2 separate regions of the Sus scrofa genome follow, and region 1 is linked to region 2. The links are chromatin contacts, called in public HiChIP or PLAC-seq maps. All regions are on one chromosome and are shown on one strand. Each heading gives the region's core, a stretch centred on a gene start, on an enhancer-like site or on the middle of the called end of the contact. The rest is flanking DNA. Distances are from core to core; before and after follow the strand shown. Region 1 overlaps BATF (basic leucine zipper ATF-like transcription factor). Region 2 overlaps TMED10 (transmembrane emp24 domain-containing protein 10).

Region 1 (5,663 bases), core at 2,159-4,658, 350 kb before region 2:
GGTCACAGTGAGATGATTTAGGGAGGAGAATCAAGAAGCTACCTAGAAGGAGGATTGACGATTCTTTGTGAAAACCCAGCTTGCCAAGTAGCTTCACAGACCGCAGGAAAGAAGCAATGGCCGTAAAGCCTCCCAAGCGTTAAAGGCTCCTGAGGCCAAGAAAACAAACAGAACAAACAACAGCAACAACACAACAACCCCAGCTCCACAGAATGAAGGTTTCAAGCCCTTGCCAGAATGGCTTCTTTTCAGACTTTTATAGAGAAAAATAACCCCGCCCTCCTTTCCCCCTGGACGGGGCCTCCCACCCCACCAAGGTCCAGCCCAGGCCTCCCAGCAGGCAACACACTGCCCTGCGGCCACACATGCTTCCAGGTGCCACGTCCTGTGTTCAATCCTGGTCCAAGGCGTCGGGCTTCGGGTCTCCAGGCGGGGAGAGGACGCTGAGGGACAAGGGCCGCCGCCGGGCCACAGTCTGTGTGCCCCTCCTGAGGCCTGGGAGCAGCTGGGGTGGGGGCTCTGCCAGCCCTGCCTCTCGGGGAGCTCAGGGTTGGAAGCGCGGGGAGCTGACGTGCGGCTGGTGGAAGGCATGGGCGCTGTACACCACCTCGGGGGGCGAGGGCGCGCCGGCGGCCAGCACGGAACACAGGGGCTCGTGGCTGCTCAGCACCGATGTGAAGTACTTCATCTCCTCTGTGAGCTGCTTGATCTCCTTCCGCAGCGCCGCGTTCTGTTTCTCCAGGTCTTCACTCTCCTGCGAGGGGCGAACGATCGGCATTGCAAGTTAATGTCACGCGACAGGGTGCAGCGGAGGCGGGGTGGGGGGGGGAGCAGTCCGCATCAGATTTTTTCTGCACATGCGAGTGTGCGTATCTGTTTGTGTCGTATGTGCAGATGGCCTCTGTATAAGCACACGTATATTTGTGTATGTATGTGCGTTGCTATCAGCTCTATGACATTGCTGATTTTTTTTTTCTCTGACGTATAAGGATGGCAATTCCATATGGTCCCACCTAAGAGATGTGTGGGTGCATCTGCACGTGCGCATGCTCCTGGGTGTGCAGGTGTAGATGCGTGGATCTCTCTGAGTGTGTGTGAGGGTTGACCGGGGCAAGTGTATGTCAAGGGAAACCAGCTGGCAGGCCAGAGCTCCCCAAAATGGAAAGAAAATTTTAAAAAAGTGTTTGTGATAACATCTTATACTAATTTCACTCTTTTCTGCTCTTCGTTCTATGGTGGCTTTTAGCCATCCCAGGGTTTGCATTTAGTCTTACAAACGGAGCCTGTGGTTCATTATCTACTTCATCCTGATTCAAGGACATTTAGGGTCTTTCTAAATAGTGAATGGTCAAGTCTAGCACAGTGTTCCATCCACTCCATCCTGCCTCCCAGCAGCTTGTTCTGCAGTCCTCGGGATGAGTTCAAGTACCTGTGCTTCCTTTTTTTCCAGACACACCTCTCCCCTGTTGCTTAAGGAAACCATCAGATACATGCTAGTCAGGAAAACTCAGGGTAAAGAGCGCTGATTACTGATCACACCATTAAGTTATCAACAATCACACCCTGATAATTAGCATTTACTAGAAAACAATCCCACCTTCAGAAAACCTAGGGGAACTGCAAGTCCAATGTGATTTTTAGGTTCGCATTCCTAGACTCAAACAGACCTTCTCTGCTAATCATCAGTACCCATAGAGGAAGGAAAAATGGCACTGGAGATGCAAATAAATTACATTTTAGTTCAAAAGTAATCTAATATTTGGAGTCCAGGTTTTATTTTTCTAGTTCTGTTTGACTTGGGTTAGTATTTTCTAAACTTGCCCTATCATTAGAATTTTTTGAGGGCATGTTAAAAATATAGTTTCAGGCTCTCCCTGAAATCTAGAGATTTGAACTCAAAAGTTTTGGGATTTGGGGTGAATTCTAGGAATCTGAATTTTTAACGGGTACTCAGGGTTATTCTAATGATCAGGCAAGTTTGAAAACAGTCGTTAAATATTAATGTCAACTATGATATTAAATTTGTTTCAATTATTCAAGCACTTTTTAAGTACCTGGCATAGAGTATGAACTCAAATGTTTGGTGATTGACAGCCTGAAGACATCAACTGCTGGACCAGAAGTTGACTCAGAATTACAGTGGGCAGCAAGCAGACATGAGATAACTTGACATTGAAAATTCGCCTTGATGGAGCTCCCGTCATGGCTCAGTGGTAATGAACCAGACTAGTATCCATGAGAATGTGGGTTTGATCCCTGGCCTCACTCAGTGGGTTAAAGATCTGGCATTGCTGTGAGGTGCGATGTAGGTTGCAGATGCAGCTCAGATCTGGCGTTGCTGTGGCTGTCGTGTGGGCCAGCAGCTGCAGCGCCAGTTCAACCCCTAGCCTGGGAACTTCCATATGCCATGGGTGTGGCCCGAAAAAGACAAAAAGAATAAATAAAGCTCAGAGGTCAAATGTTACCCAAGGTTCTTTACACAGCTAAAATGTAGTCCACAACAGAAATCAAGTTAATAAAACTGGATAACTTACTTGAAAAAAAAAATTAAAAAAAAAAAGAAAATTTGCCTTGATAATCCATTGGGAGCATGAGCTCCAGGTAAATGAGAAAGCAGGTTACACTGCCCAGTGGCTCTAACGCAAGCACAGGGGTTCTTTTTAAGTGATGCCTTACCCATCAAGCCAGCTTCCATCCATTTGTGAAGGACAGATGCAAGCAGGCTCAGCCTCAGCCTGGCATTTCCTGTACGTGGCACTGAGCTAGAAAATGTACCTAGGTCGGTACAAAGGAAAGGGTCACCTCTAAAATGAGGTGGGGGTTGGGATCCTAAGAGCCATGATGGTAGAATCGAGGGCTGGCTGCTGCTTCTGCAAGGTGTGGCCGGCTCTTACCATATGGTTGTTTCTGGGCACATCCCAGAGGGAGGGCATCCCCTTTTTACCGAAAGGTAAGATAAAGCAACACATGAGATTGGGGGGGGTGTTGGTAAGACCGGGAACTGGGGGCCGGGAGTCTTGGCCCTTTCCTCTAGCCCTTTGCCTCGCCCCCTCTGAGAGTTTCCACTGGGTGACAACATTTACTGTAAATTTTGTGCTCCGAAGAGCCTGGGCAAACCCCGAGGCAGAAGGGAGGGGCCGGGTAGGCGGGCCGCAGGGACAACCGCTCTGACCTTCTCTCTGCCTGGAGGCCCGCCCAGCTTTCGGGAAGTGACAGCAGGCTCCTCCTCCCTAAGGGAGCCCTACCCCGCGGGCTCGCAGATCCCAGAGCTCCAGGAGTTTCCCTAACCGCCGCCGCCTCTAACTCAAAAACAGCCACCGGTGACAAGACACTTGCCTTAACCTTGGGAAGCAAGACTGCTTCCTGCCAGGGCCCCAGAGAAACTAGCACTGCCAACCCCGGAGGCCCTGCAGCCAGCCAGACACTTAGCAGAGGAAGAGTCTGACTTCCCTTGCAGGAGGAAGTGGCTGATCTGGGGCTCGCATCCCTCCGCGTCCCCACCTGCCACTGTTTGGTCCATTCTGACCCTCCGGGCCGCCATGCCCTGGAAAGGACTCTCACACAGGGACAGCTGGCAACGGCAGCCATAGGAGGAGCTCTGTACCCAGAAGTACCATGATCACACGCCCCCTTTCCCCTAAATTGCAAGTGGGGGCTGGAAACCTAGAACTCAGGGGGAAAAGTAAAGGAGTAAATTTGGAATGTAAATTTCGGCTTCTAACAAGCAAGTCTAATGCCGCCGTGGGGGAGGGGTGAGCGTAGCTACCCTCGGGCTTCCAGGTAACCTGCTTTCTGCTTTTCCGAATTCTTTTAGGTCCTCCTGGCTCCTCACACTAACCCTCTGAAGTGGCTCTGGAAGGCCAGCTGTTATCATTATCCCTACTTTAGAGATGAGACCAGCTGAGACCCTGGGACAAACCTCCTCCACAAACCAGCCTCCGCCCCTCTTCTCCCCCCCCCCCCCATAACTACAGGCTGGTGGCAGCAGCTGCTGGGACAAAGGGCTATAGGATTCACCTCAAGACACTTATTATCTCAGAGGTCCAGAAGCCTTGAGTGGCTGATTGATCCAAACCCCAGAACCGTGAAGGTGCAGAGAGGGCTGGGCTCGGGGTTTCCCCATCCTCAGCCCTGTGCGCCTTCGAGCACACCCACTGCTTCCCTGAGAGACTGGGAACTCAAGATCCCCAGAGGTCACTAAGATCACTGCAGCCTCCTAAGGGAAAACTGGGTCTTGGTCTGGATGATCCTGGAATATAACACAAGAACCCTGAGTCAGTCACACTCTTCCAATCAGAGCTGATCATCACCTCCCGCCCTGAGCTGGGAGGGACTCCCCTGTCCCTCTACTCTGTTAGAGGACTGACTTGGGGCCAGACCTTCCCTAGGTGCACAGCGAGGGCTGGAATACATGGCAACAGTGGGCTCCATCAGTTAGCTGTGGCTAGAGGTCCTGATCCTGGCTGAGTGACCCTCGGGGACTGACTTTCTCTCTCTGAGCCTCAGTTGCCTCACTTTAAAAGAGGAAGCCTAGATTCTCAACCTTGGCCCCAAGCTGGGAACCGTGGGGTCCTTGGAAAGCTTTAGCAATCCTGATGCCTGATTCTGATTTGATCATCTGAGGTGCGTCTGGGCACTGGTTGCTACAGGCTCCCCAGGGGAGTGTATAAAACCACAGGATTAGAAGAGCTCCAAGCCCTCACCAACTTTGAACTATTTCAGTTTGCTCGTCTGTTTTTGCAAGGGAAGTTTCCTGGGCCAGGTATCAAACCCATGCCACAACAGCGACCCAAGATGTTGCAACGACAATGCCCAATCCTTAACCCGCTGCGCCACAAGAGAACTCCTCAAATGTGGCAGATTTTAGATGGACTACCTGTGTGTGTTAGCCAACTAGACAGAGCCGCTATTGGAAAGGGGTGTGTGTGTGTGTGTGTGTGTGTGTGTGTGTGTGTGTTGGGAGCAGAGGTGTATAGGCTCAATTTATATGAGCAAGAGTCTATGAAGCCAACTTTTTAAAAGACTCATCCAGCTTGACTTAATAATAACATTCATTGGGCGCTACCATGTGCCAATCCCTTTTTAAAGTACTTAACAGTTATCATTGTCTTTCATCTTTGCAACAACCCTATGTGGTAGATAATGTTTTTTTAACCACATTTTACAGAGTAGGAAGAGCCAAAGTACAGAGGAGTGAAGTAACCCGTTCAAGGTCACGCAGCTTGTCAGTGATAGGACCAGTGCTTAAATGGAGGGATTCTGGCTTCAGAGTCTGTACCCACCATGCTCTCTCGCCTCTGAGGTCTGTTTAGGTCTTATGATATCTGGTCATTTTTCTCCTGTGAGGGCCTCGACCTGGGTGACTTTCCAATTTCATCTTCCCTGTTTTCTCATCTCATGCAGACCGAGATGCTAAGGTTCACCATTCACCCTCACCTGTGAGATTACTTGGTGCCAAGCCTGCCATGAACCACAAGCAGCTTGGGGGTGGCTAAGGAGGAGGCTTCTGGGGGTGTGGGAACATTCTGGGAAATTCCCTCCTGGAGGGGCTGAGGAGGGGGTCACTCGCAGAGCTCTTGAGTGACGGGGAAACCCCAGGCAGGTCCCCAACCCACAGGGAAGACAGTTGGGACCAAGGCTGAGGACAGGCTCTGACCCAAGGC
Region 2 (5,339 bases), core at 1,622-4,121:
TTAAAGATCTGGCATTGCCATGAGCTGGTGTAGGTCGAGGATGCAGTCTGGGTCTGGCGTGCTATCGCTATAGTGTAGGACAGCAGCTACAGGTCCAATTCGACTCCTAGCCTGGGAGCTTCTATGCGTCACAGGTGTGGCCCTGAAAAGCAAAAAAAAAAAAAAAAAAGTGTGTATATATTTGTATGTATGTGTATACACATGTATAAATGTTTGTATACACACACAGAAATAGTCAGCACTCAATTTTTAGTTTGTATTCTCTCTTTATTCTGATAAGAAGACCTTATACCTTGTAGTCTTTGGAGGACCTTTTAAAACATTGCCAGGCAAATGCGGAGAGAAATTACTAAAACATCTTTTTACAAAGGAAACCCTTGAGGGCCACGATACCAACCAATGGGATGGGCTGTCTCTTCTGTGCAAGAGACTATATGGTCTGGACTCAGGTGGTCTGTGGTTTTGTGGTTTCACTCGTGTTTGAATAATGCTGAAGCTGTGCTGTGGTGAACAGACAGTGGGAAGAATCTGTTTGGACCAGGTGGAGCTGTGAGCTGCTTGGATTTCACAGTTTTTTAAATGAGGAAGGAGAATCAAAATTTTTGTATTGAATCTCTTATGGGCGATGTTATGATCAGCACTGCACATTGGATTTGGGAGAAGAGAACTCTCTGGGTGTAGTTTTTTGTTTTCTTTGGGAAACATTGGTTCAGTGCTCAGAAGCTATCTGTGACTTGTCTTAATTTCTTGATCCTACTGTTCTTTCTTATTTTATTGCTCTCAAATTTATCTTTCTAGTCTATCCAGAAGAATTTCTTTCTTTTTTTTTTTTTTTTTTTTGGTCTTTTTTTGTCTTTTTAGGTCCACACCCATGGCATATGGAAGTTCCCAGGCTAGGAGTCTAATTGGAGCTGTAGCCGCCAGCCCATACCACAGCCACAGCCACGCCAGATCCGAACTGTGTCTGCAACCTACACCACAGCTCACAGCAATGCTGGATCCTTAACCCACTGAGAGAGGCCAGGGATCGAACCTGTGTCCTCATGGATGCTAGTCAGGTTTGCTAACCGATGAGCCATGACAGGAACTCCAAGAAGGATTTCTTTACTGTCTTTTAAACATGCCACACACTCCTTTCAGTAAGTCTTTGCTCATGTGTTTCCTTCTGCCTACCATACCTTGTCTGCCTTCAGGTGCTACCTCTTGAGTAAAGTCTGTCCACAACTAATCTCTCACCTCCTCTAACTTTTGCTTCATAGCTGGGATTATCTGAACCTTTTTTTTTTTTTTTACCCTTAAAGTTTTATACTGCTTTGCATTTTCACTGTAGCTGTTATGCATATTTATGTATTAGATGCCCATTGTATTATTTGAAGGCAGAGATTGAAATATCTAGCACAGTTCTAGTTCCTAGTGAGCTCTAAATGAGTAGTTATTGATTTGGCTTCAGTCCATCTCAGAAAATCTCCAGTGTCTCTCAGTGTTCAGTGCATTCTCTGGCTTATGGTCTTAGGAACCCAAGTGCTTAAGTGGCACCGTTTCCAAAACTCCTAATTTCATGCAGGCAGTTTTGAAATTTATAAGTAATCGGGTAAATTCCAGGGAATTGGGACTGAGCAATTTTCTGGGGCTCTTTTGAACCACTCCAGTCCCTTTACTCCCACTTGATGATTTAAGATTAGAATTCTTTCTGATCAAGCTGAATCAGATTACTTTTTCCTAGAGTTCCTGTGGTGGCTCAGTGGTAACGCACCCAACTAGTATCCATGAGGATGCAGGTTCAATCCCTGGCCTTGCTCAATGGGTTAAGTATCTGGTGTTAGTGTGAGCTGTGGTGTAGGATGCAGACCCATCTCGTATTTGGCGTTGCTGTGACTGTGGCATAGGCCAGCAGCAGCCCTGATTCAGCCCCAGCCTGGGAACTTCCATATGCCATGGGTGTGCCCCTAAAAAGATCCACCCCCCCAAAAAAGGCAGATTGCCTTTTCTAATATGAACATTGCTCTGTTGATCCTACTATCCCAAATTAACATTCCTCTTTTAAGAAGTATCTCCAAGAACTGTACTCTTTTTGTCAAGTTTCTTCTTGGGCTCTTCTCTTGTAAGGGTTTTGTGGGACTAGTTCTATAACATTTTGTTTACTTATTGAAATGGCCTTACATTGACCAAAATACTTTAGTCCTATAAAATATTAGATAAATGCTGTGGTCTTTTCAGTACTTGTATTTGTATTAAGTAAATTCAGGCTTAGCGTGTATGCAGTAATCCTTCTCTCAGAATTTCATGGGTCAGCCTTTTTAGATGTGGAAATGTACTTTTCGGCCTAAGCTGGTGCCCACTACCTCCGGGTTTGTATGCCAGTCAGTTGTATGATGTTTTGACTTTGGAGTTTTATTTCCTAATCCAATAAGCCAGTGTGTTTTCTCTTCTCTGGTTCTATTCCTCTGTGGTGCCAACTACATATCTTGTGTGCTGCTCCCTCAGAGATGTTTGCCAGCAGCGTGTTCTCGTTGCTTTCTGGCCCCCCTCACAGATAGAGGCTTTGTCTGGAATGCTTGTGATTTTTAGCCAGAGCCAGGAATTTTCTGCAGCTGAGTAGGGGGAGGAGTTGAGGCTATTTCCCTCTATTGAGAGGGTAGGGGTTAGGGAGGGAGAGAGAGGGTGGGTGGGTGATTTCCCGGAATTTTAAATATTCCGCACAATGAATCCTTTGATTTCTTTCTCAGGAACAGGGCGGATACCTGACCAACTCGTGATCCTAGACATGAAGCATGGAGTGGAGGCAAAAAATTACGAAGAGGTATGTCCTGCTGTAACAGCCAGTAGAGGCAGCAGCATGCTGGTCTGTGAGGTTTCTGTGACCTAGTCAGGCCAGCAGGCTGTGCTTTGCCCAGAAGGCTGTGGTTTTCTCAGCAGTCATGTGACAACCAGCTTGATATAAAAAGTTATGTTAACAGCCTTGAACAATAATTCTGGCTGTGCTGTCAGCCAAGTGACTGGACCAACTGTCCCATAGAAATGTTGGTATGATGAAACACTTAAGTATATGCTATTAGTGCTCTTGAGACAGAAACCAGATATATAGTTGTAATTTTTTAAAGCCGGAATTCATTTATATGTTAATGTTCAAGGTTAAGAGAAGTGATTTGGTTTTAATCCCTATGGCTTTTATTCCCAGAGTGACAGCTATGTATAAAACTAGGGCATGGATTCATTGCTATTTAGACTTGAACAACTGTGCTGTCTTTGAGAAATGTAGTAGTCAAAAGTAGCTTTTAGTTAAAATAATTTCAATTTCAAATTTTTCAGAAAGAGAGCAAGATGGAAGAAAAACTGCAAGAGATTAGGTGTGTTTTGTTTTGCTTTGTTTTTGTTTTGCTTTTTTACCCTCGGCGAATGGACGTTCCCATGCTAAGGATTGAATCTGAGATACAGCTGCCAGCCTACCCCACAGCCACAGCAACGCCAGATCTGAGCCACATCTGTGACCTACACCACAGCTCATGGCAACGCTAGATCCCTAGCCCACCAAGTGAGGCCAGGGATCGAACCCACCTCATGGTTCCTAGTCAGATTTGCTTCCACTGCGCCACAGCAGGAACTCCGAGATTAGGATTTTTGCTAACCAGAAGTATCGTAGAGAACAAAAACAGACCTTTATTTGGGTGGTAGGAAGGTGGAAGTGTGCATAGAATAAGGGGAAGGGGGACTGAGCCCTTCCTATCCCTTTCATGAGAGACTCTGGAGGCAGCACAAAAAAGGCTCTTCAAATGAAGAGCACCTTTGAAAAACCACAAGAACTATTTAAGATTGGAGGATTGATCTTTATAGAAAGATTAGCATGTTTTTACCCAGATCAGAGTCTTTCTACAACAGTACCCGAAGGCATGAAGAAAAGATGGGGTGTAGGAAATACAAATGGCTTTTGAAGAAGGTAAACTGAATAAACAAAGGAAAGTTGCTTTAAGTGATTTAAGCAAATTCTCTAGAAATGATGGAGCGGGAGAAATTGTTCTATCTTTGGTCAGAACTTAGAAGGGAAATATCCTAAAATGGAAGAAGACTGGAAGCCACTGGCTGCTTCTTCAACAGGAAGTAGTACTGCAATAATTGCAGCTCTCCAGGTCTTGCCTCTTTTTCCTAGTTCATGGGTTCAGTTGAACAAAACTAGACTGAGTTATTTGTAGGCAGGAAACAGGAGCAATTGATGGAGCTGTGAGTGGAAGACAGTTCCTAGTGGAGACTCTTGCTTGTTTCTGGCTTCAGGATAGTTTAGTTAAAAGAGTTAAAGCAAGAGCCTCTTTGTCTGATGAATTTAGGAGTAAATCGAAAAATCCTTTTAAGTGTTTATGATTCAGGAGAATCCTGATTATATTTAAACAATATAATATGTTAAAGTGCTGTTGTAAGGTCTAAAACACTAAGAAAAATGTTATATTATTATGAGGTAGAAGAGTAGGTGAAATGATTTTCAGTTTTTGAGTACTGCTGCTGTATCATCCACCTCAGACAATTCTCTAGGCAAGCATTCATTGAGTTGCTTTTATGTGGAATTTTGCCTTTTGTGACTTTTCCCCTCTAATATGATGGCCATCAGTAGGTGTTATATATTAAATAACAGGACACTTGGTTTATATTAGACATAGTTTGTTCTTCTCTAAAATAGATGGTATTATGGTGAGTTTACATATAGAATGATGTGGGCTGTCAGATAGCATTTTAGAACCTATACCTCCTGGAATTGCCATCATCCTTGGACTTTGTTAACACTGGGAAAAGTCCTTTATTTTTCCTGACCTTTTACTTAACCCAGGAGGGGAATCCCTAGCAGAAAGGAAACCACAGTGCTTCCTTTGCCTGCTTCCTGCTTCGGAAGTCTGTCGCGTCCTAAGCCTTTCTTTACGCACATGGTTACAACACAGCTCTAAAGTCTTTTTCTTAACCAAGAAACTCCTCCCAATACTTTCTTCAGTGACCTACCTCCCCATTCCCCCACCCCCCAAAAAAGCAGATCAGACTGAGGCAGAAAGGAAGTGGTTTTGACATAGGCCAAAACCCAGCCCTTTTCTCAGTCTGTGGCTAGGTTCCCTTAACCTTGCTCAAAAATTGGCAGAACATTGTAAATCACCTATAGTAAATTTTTTCCCCCACTTTTTAGGGCTGCATCTGTAGCATACGGACATTCCCAGGCTGGGGGTCAAATCGGAGCTACAGCTGCTGGCCTACGCCACAGCCACAGCAGTGTGGGATCTGAGCCACCTCTGTGACCTATACCACAGCTCATGGCAACGCCACATCCTTAGCCTGATAAGAGAAGCAAGGGATCAAACCCACAACCT

What was found. HiChIP or PLAC-seq counts read pairs in DNA pulled down with a chosen protein or histone mark.
Region 1: an H3K27ac HiChIP or PLAC-seq map of alveolar macrophages shows a contact between it and region 2. The contact joins two enhancer-like sites. A contact is called at or near these places in 3 of 47 Hi-C or Micro-C datasets (embryonic fibroblasts, fetal heart ventricle and skeletal muscle) and 1 of 2 datasets of contacts at active chromatin or transcription factors (alveolar macrophages).

What each region holds. Positions count from the first base shown.
Region 1 is chr7:98,686,781-98,692,443 of Sscrofa11.1, reverse strand. It overlaps BATF (basic leucine zipper ATF-like transcription factor), which reads right to left. Exons shown (of 3, transcript NM_001244571.1): 3 at 214-754. The coding sequence ends at 545. Among named protein-coding and RNA genes, the nearest start is that of BATF, 19 kb to the right of the region's middle. Within about 2 kb of position 3,408, at least 56 of the 83 cell types and tissues checked have an H3K27ac peak or open chromatin away from gene starts, as enhancers often do. A contact at or near this core is called in alveolar macrophages, embryonic fibroblasts and skeletal muscle, where this site is marked.
Region 2 is chr7:98,339,228-98,344,566 of Sscrofa11.1, reverse strand. It overlaps TMED10 (transmembrane emp24 domain-containing protein 10), which reads left to right. Exons shown (of 5, transcript XM_001926711.5): 3 at 2,727-2,800. Among named protein-coding and RNA genes, the nearest start is that of NEK9, 20 kb to the right of the region's middle. Within about 2 kb of position 2,871, at least 46 of the 83 cell types and tissues checked have an H3K27ac peak or open chromatin away from gene starts, as enhancers often do. A contact at or near this core is called in alveolar macrophages, embryonic fibroblasts and skeletal muscle, where this site is marked.